Regions from separate parts of the Mus musculus genome. Here region 1 is linked to region 2. Evidence: chromatin contacts called from public Hi-C data. All regions are on one chromosome and are shown on one strand. Each heading gives the region's core, a stretch centred on a gene start, on an enhancer-like site or on the middle of the called end of the contact. The rest is flanking DNA. Distances are from core to core; before and after follow the strand shown.

Evidence for each region. Hi-C and Micro-C count contacts between places; a contact is called where the count stands out from the background.
Region 1: a contact with region 2 is called in a Hi-C map of trophoblast stem cells, with 1.8 times the contacts expected there. The contact joins the enhancer-like site here to the promoter of 4930414F18Rik in region 2. A contact is called at or near these places in 4 of 484 Hi-C or Micro-C datasets (the HL-1 cell line, embryonic stem cells and trophoblast stem cells), 2 of 115 datasets of contacts at active chromatin or transcription factors (embryonic fibroblasts and embryonic stem cells) and 1 of 9 other capture datasets (embryonic stem cells).

The regions. Positions count from the first base shown.
Region 1 is chr16:12,883,133-12,886,621 of GRCm38.p6, reverse strand. No RefSeq gene overlaps it. Among named protein-coding and RNA genes, the nearest start is that of 4930414F18Rik, 50 kb to the right of the region's middle. Within about 2 kb of position 1,866, at least 17 of the 459 cell types and tissues checked have an H3K27ac peak or open chromatin away from gene starts, as enhancers often do. A contact at or near this core is called in trophoblast stem cells, where this site is marked.
Region 2 is chr16:12,832,626-12,836,470 of GRCm38.p6, reverse strand. 4930414F18Rik (a long non-coding RNA gene) reads left to right here and starts at 1,529. Exons shown (of 3, transcript XR_875912.3): 1 at 1,529-1,764. The region is part of intron 3 of 1700003L19Rik (RIKEN cDNA 1700003L19 gene); the gene reads right to left.

The sequences.
Region 1 (3,489 bases), core at 617-3,116, 50 kb before region 2:
TGCTTCAGATGAAGAACAGACATGTAGGAAATGCCTCTCCTTCTTGATAAAGTAAGTAAAGGCTTCTAGAAGCTGGCTTGTTTTTAGCAAGAGGAGACAGTACACAGTTCATACTGCGGAGCAAAAATGTGGCAGAGTCACTTGACTGTTTTCTGCCTTAGATTTTTCTTCCAGGCAAAGTTGGAACTTCTAACCAAAGCTCATGACTTTGGCTTGTCTCTATGTGAACTGAAGAGGCCCTTGGCAAGAAGCCTGGAACCTGTCAAAGTGATAGACAGGCTCAGCACTTCTTCCCTGGGCAGAGACTAGAGGCTGAATTTGAGTCCTCTGTTCAGTTCTTTGGTGAAATGATGCCACTTTGTATGGTGCCTGCAGGCAGCTTTGTAGGAGGGCAAACTGGTTCTCTTTTGTTTCCCTGCCCCTGGCAACAACATATTGAAGGGCTAGCATATATTCATGTGCTACATGCCTTCAGAACAATTGTGTGGTATGAGGACCTTGGAGCCGGAGCCATTCTTATCTGATTGCAGCTGAATGATGCTAGGTTGTTTAAAGACTCATTTCATTTTAGTGATGGCGAGAGATCACTTTAAATGCTAACCTAGGCCAGGCTATTTCTCAGAAACATCTAGGTATGTCGGCCTGAGAAACTCATAGTCAGTTGTTCTTAGCCCCAAGGGAGTTGCGCTATAAATAGAATGTTTGCATTTGTCCAAAATTTATGTTAAATCTTAATGTTTAATGAAATGCTAATTGGAGGTGTGGCTTTTGGGAGGGGTGACTGAGTCAGTCATGAGAACTAACTTAGAAGGGGATTCATTCTCCACCAAAAAACCAAAACCAAAACCAAACCAAAACAAAACAAAAAAGAAAACCAAGCCAAGGCAACAACAACAACAAAAGCACTCAGGGAAGTTGACTCGCTTGCTTCCTTCTTTCCTGTGAGAACACAGTAAAGAACCACTATGAGGTGCCCACTCACCAGCTAGAGCGTTGCCAGAGTGTTGTTTTCTGGTCTCAGGCTTCCTACTCCCCATACAAGGGATAAATATATTCCTATTGTTCAACAGCTTCCTAGTTTATTAGAATTTTTTGTATCCACCCCAAAGGGCAAAACATGTTAACACAGAGTTGGTTCAAAGACCTTGTGTTTGATGATGCTGGCATATACAATAGTATAATTATACAAAACATAAAGTTTATAACAGTCAATGCTAGGAGATTCTAGAAATGCACACAAATCTCCATGGAGAATTTCTCACTGTATTGAGGGCCACACCTTATTCTTGCTTCTAAAAAGGAAACGAACACCTCAAATGCTGGCCCACTGTCCACAGCACACAAGATGGAGCTGGAGCTTCCTTTTGTAGTGCCCCCAGTTGGGCCTTCCACCATGGCACTATGCCCTGTATCTAAATAGAAAGAAACTCAAAATGCATCTTTATCCTAGGGCCCAAGGGCCAGCTGTGAGGAGATAAGGACTGGGGAAGAGATGCCTGGTTGGATTTAGGTTTTATATAAATAAGGAATGATTCCAATATAAATATATCTCGTATAACATTTGGAACCCACTGGCCTCAAAATTTTTTTTTTGGTTATTCAAAACTAACGGAGCACAGTGTGCATTTTCCTTGCTAAGTCTAAGGACATGAGCATTTGTCCCCATTGTCTTCAGATCAGCTGTTATCCCCCATGTTCTATTTAAATGAAAAACCCAAAGTCTTAAAAGGCTCAGCTCATGGTAACAAGGATTTGACGGTGGACGGCTTTAATTCATCTTTTGCTGGAGACAAAGCTGATCTGTCTCATTCAGTGACAGCCACAGAAGCAATTTCCTTCCTCCCCCTCCACTCTATTCATTCACAGAGAACAGTGAGGGACCATTCCCAGGATGTTTGCCTGAAAGCCTGATGGTAGCCTGCTGAGTTCCTCAGGGCAAGTGCTGATGCAGGCTCCCCGTTGTCCCAATCTTTCCTGGAGCTATTGGGGACAGCCAGCAGCACTGAGGATGATGAGACCCACTTCCTCATCTACATGGTAACTGGAGAGGTTTTACAGTTTTCTTTCTGTTAATTGCTAACAAGCAGTAGCACCAAACATGTTACTGTCCAGGGAGGGCTTCAGGCTCCTGCTTCTCAGAGTCCCCTTCAAGCAAAGGCACTTAAGTGCACTCTAGAGAACCCTCATATACAAACGAAAGTTCTTTTTATAATAACCACATACACAGCTTTTCTAGTTTATAGATTTTGTAAATGTTGAGGATTCCGTGCATTGATTTTCTTTTAAAGCAAAACGTGTTGTATGTCACTAATGTCTTACTCTCATTTTCCCTCCCTCAGTCCCTCCCCCGCCTCAGTTCCCTCCTCTTCCTCCTTTGCTAGCTCACAGCGGGGTTACTCTCTTTGGAAAACCTTTTTATTGACTGTCTGTAATATTCACATCATGCACCCCAGTGCCACTCATCTCCCTGCCCCCTCATATCTATCCTCCATCCTCACAGCCCCCCCCCCCCAAATAATATCACACACACACACACACACACACACAGAGAGAGAGAGAGAGAGAGAGAGAGAGAGAGAGAGAGAGAGAATAAACAAAAAATGAAACAAAGAAAACATCTCTTCATGGAAGCATAGTAGTTTGTCACAGTGTGTCCCACAGTATACTCCTCTGTCCACACATCTTCGCGTACAAGTGTTCCTTGCAATGAGTCATTGGTCTGGCTACAGGTCTCTGGCTTCTGTGACACCATCAATATTGGGTCCTCCCGGGGAAGCCTCCTTGTTGTCCTGTGCCCTGTGCCACGGAGACCTGCAGCAGCTTTGGATCAGCAGGACTGTCCCTTTCATGCATCTCAACAGTTCACAGATGATGTAGATTTGGGGATGGGCCAACTCAAAGCTCTGGATCTGGACCTGGGTGCTACTGAGCTTGTCAGCCCCCTGGCTCTCCCTTATCCATACCACCAGGGCAAGCTCTCCAGCACTAGAACAGATTCAGATCATAGTTTAAAACTGGAGAATTGTAGGTGGAACGCCAACAATACGTACTAAGTGGACTTTTTCAGATTATGTGCTGTAATTGGTCAGAGGTTCTACTTGTAGCCAGAGTTGAGGACCTTTAGCCTAGAGGTGAAAAATGGAACAGCCAAACTGAAGGATCCTCACTCCAGCTTTGTAGCTTGAAATGTATCCTTTAGGGACATTTAGAGATCTAGCCTAGTAGAAAGTGTTTGGCACACAGAAAGTCCTCAGTTGGGTCCATGGCACACATGGAACTGGCCTGTAATCTCTGCACCCTGGATGGTCAACGGTTTGAAGTTGTCATGGTAACATAGTTAAGTTGAGGTCAGCTTCTGCTACCTAAGACCATATTTAAAAACATACATCTTTTATTGTTCTACTGGTTACCAACAACTGAAGCTCGGCCTTTTCAGCCACAATATGGTCATCATAAAGAATGCCATCTAAACTGTGAGGGTTGAACAAG
Region 2 (3,845 bases), core at 280-2,779:
ACATTCTGACATGCATTCTTCTCATATACCCAACATCATGTACTTTTCCTCATCATACTCACAGTGGGCAGCTTAAGACATGATCCCCTGTTGCAAAAAATTTTTAATCCCAATCCAGGGTTTTTCCCCTACCTTAGACAATTTAGTTCATGGATAAAAGATATATACAACCTTTATATTTACAATAAGCTTTAAACAGCATAAGAACTGGCCAGATATTTGCTTTCATTGCTATTAGAATCTATTTTTTCTATCGACAACTCCAAATCATTACTTATTACTGACTATGTTTCATCTGGGCTGCTCTTAATTCCAGTTGTCCAGCCGTCAAGGCCATGTTTTATGGTTCACTTAACCTGTGGTGGCTTCTCCTTCTTCCTCAACCTTCCTCTTCTTCATTCCTGTCTGACCCCAAGCCTGGGAAACTTAAACCCCATCTGTGTCTCTTCTGTCCAGCTATTGGCTGTCAGTACCTTTATTTATCAATCAGAAATAATGTGGGAACAGGGTCACTTAATGTCTATGTGCAGACTCTCTCATCTCTGGGGCAATCAGTCTTGGAGACCCCAGCATTAGAATACAAGCAGCACCAGGCCAACCCACTATAATGCACTGTGCAAGGAGTGGTGTCGTATGTGTGACATTCACTATAAGCATTATATACACACAAAAATCCATGTCATTAAGGAAAATTTATTTCTATTTCAATTTTCCTTAATCCCAGTGACATCAAATATGCAGTCTCAGTTTGGTGTCTGTACAATATATTTTGAATAGATTCATAGACTAATTTTTTTCTCTTGTATCTTCTCTCTCCTGCTCAATCTCCTCCTTTCAGTTAGTCCTTTTCTTATCCGCCACCACCCCCCCCCCGTGTGTGTGTGTGTGTGAGTGAGAGCTCAGCATAATGTCTACATCACTGAAGAAAACAACTCTTCTCCTGATAATCCAGTTAACTGCCAATAGTCCAATTTCAAAGGGAAATGGGACTCATGAAACAGTTTTACCTCCATGATGGATGGAATGGAATATTGACCTACACAGTCTTGTACTTGTCTCATGCCAGAAACTGACACAAGAAAGACATGAACACAGGATCTTAGCCTTTTATAAGAAACATTATCTAGAAATAATTTAATACGCCTTGATTATTAAATTTTTCTGGTGTGTGGAATTGATGGCAAATTATAAACAATAAATGACTTATAGCTAAAAATCAAAGTTGCCTGAAGGAAAAAAAACACATCAAAATAATGGTTCTGGAAGAATCTGGATATGGCCCAAACACAGAATAATTTTTATCTAAAATTTGGAAAATGCTGCCTCACAGGGAGTTTGGCACAGACTTCAAATGCCTCTTCAGAAATGACAGAACCAAGGTGTTTGCCACTGAACCTGTGTAGAGTGAGATGAAACACTGGTATCTCTAAGTTAATGAAGCAGCCTACAGTCTGAATTTAGCTATGCAATCCAGACTGTTGGCTCCTGATCTTTCCAGGATGTAATTAATCCTAGAGAAGATTGGATATCTTTTCCTCTCTACTTACACAACTAATCTATGTTCACTGACAGAAAAAAAGAAAATAACCATGAAGATAAACCTAAAGAGGGAAAAGTGTTGCCCCAGTCCCACCAGCTGTGCACGATCCTGGCTCAGATCATGGCATATCCATGCATTTATCATCCATTCATGATTATCTGCCCATCCATTCATCTCCTGAGTTGCTCATTCATGTCTTCACTGAGGAGTCATTCCCATCATTGGTGAGTAGTAGTCAAGCATCTACTGTGGTCAGGTACCATTTGAGGTGAACAGAAGCATCTCTCTCCAGGGTCTTCTGTGTCCTTTCTCTCTCTCTCTCTCTCTCTCTCTCTTTCTCTCTCTCTCTCTCTCTGCATGTGCATGGATATAAAACTGTGTAAATGCTATCACAAACAATATAATACAACTGTCTTACCTGGAGTTAAGTTTAGTATATCATAAATATCTTTTATGTCAATGCACAGATCTGCACTATCCACTTTAACACTTGAAGACTATTTGATCAAAGTATGATTTTATAGATGCATTCAGTAACTTCCTTTCCAGCTTGGAATGGGTATTGTGTTTATGCAAAGCTTTATTTTACTTACAATCCTTGTGTCCAGTTCCAGTTTCATGGTTGGCTGATAATGTAGTTGTGCTTAAGCCATTTTTACCACTTTGACCGGCCATAACCTTATCTGTCTAATAGGACCAGTGCAATAATCGGTCTCATAGAATGTCTCTAAGGAGCAAGCCTCTTGGTCTATTAAACAAGAATACATTAAGCACTGAACAACATTATGTGATGGTGCTAGCCTTGATAATGCTGCTGCTGCTGTTCATTCTCTCATGAAGCTTTATTAGTTATACCTATTTCTATGAATGGTTTGATTCTGATTCTTGTTGTGCTGCTACCATCTTCTCCTCAGTGGTTACTATAAAGTTGTCACTTCATAAATGTGGTCAATGGACATTGGATGAGTAAGTCCTGACACCAGTGCAATGAAAACTTGGATGAATGAAAAAAGAAGTGCTAGCACTGATTAGCAAGCATGACTAACTGGCCTGCAAGCCAGAGGCTAACTACAGGCTTAGTGTGACACAGGATGTTCTTCTTGTGTGAGACACTAGCAAATACTCACCCAAACAGGAAACTGATGAGAATCTGAAGTAAGGACACCACCAGAGTCCCCCTTGGTGAAGCAATAGATTTTATTGGTGTTACTTACAGTGTGTCAGGGACTCATAGAAGTAGGGATGACTCAAGATAGCTTTTTGCATTTTCAAAGGTCCACCCCAGCAAGACAAGCTTTTCAAGCTCATGACAGCCTGTAAACTGCCTGCCAGGTTGTCTGGCTACTCAGCTGCTCTGGGTAAATCCTGTAGTCCTTTCTGTTATACAACCTTGGGGAGGGAAGAGCCTAGTGAATCTCACCAATTTCAGAGACTTCTTGAAGCTTTTAAGTTATTTACTTCTTGAATTTTAATGTGCTGTTCTGCAGGGTGGACTGTTTCTCCTTCCTTTAAAACATCCTGTGTCTTAAGAAACTTCCCTCTAGGGTGGAATGTTTTATATCAAAAGGAATGCTATACAGCAGTTCGAGTATTCAAGGCCAAAGGCTTCTGTCCTAAGGCAACTTACACTTTACAGACCCCAATTCAACTTCATGGTAACCTCATCAGAACGTAGACAGCATGTAAGAGTTCCCTTGGTGGGTCAGAATCACACAACAATGCTGTAGTTTCTACTTTATGGAGGCAGAGTTTTTGGTGAACTACATTGGGGCTAGCCAAACATGTCCATAGTAAAGATGGCTTTGACCTTTCAAAAAAGAGCTGAGCGTTACCCAATAAGCTCCTATACTGTACATCTTGTTTGTTGAGGGATGACAGAATCAGTACCAACTGCCAACTGTTTTAGAATCAATAAGAATTGGCTTAAATTGTGATTTTTTTTTGTAATCTATTGGCACTGTGATTTGGGAAGATAACACCTCACAGCCTTACTTTCTGTATTTGGAAAATGGAGACTGAGATGCTTGCTTGTTGAATTGTGAGATTAAATAAGACAAACATGCAAACAGCTTAGTAAATGACCTAGAGAGCCAAGCAAGTGCATAGGAGTTGCATATTTGTGTGTCTTCTTTCTGCTGACATTCTGGTGTGAAACCTCCTTGTGAGTTACGAGGTTCTGACCTTATCCACATATCCTATCTAGCTAGCATTCTCATCTAAAATTGCACACTAAAACCTATTGGTGATGTGTCCCGTCCCTTCAGATCTGTGCTTTCCTGCTTGGGAAAGCTATGAATTAATGGTT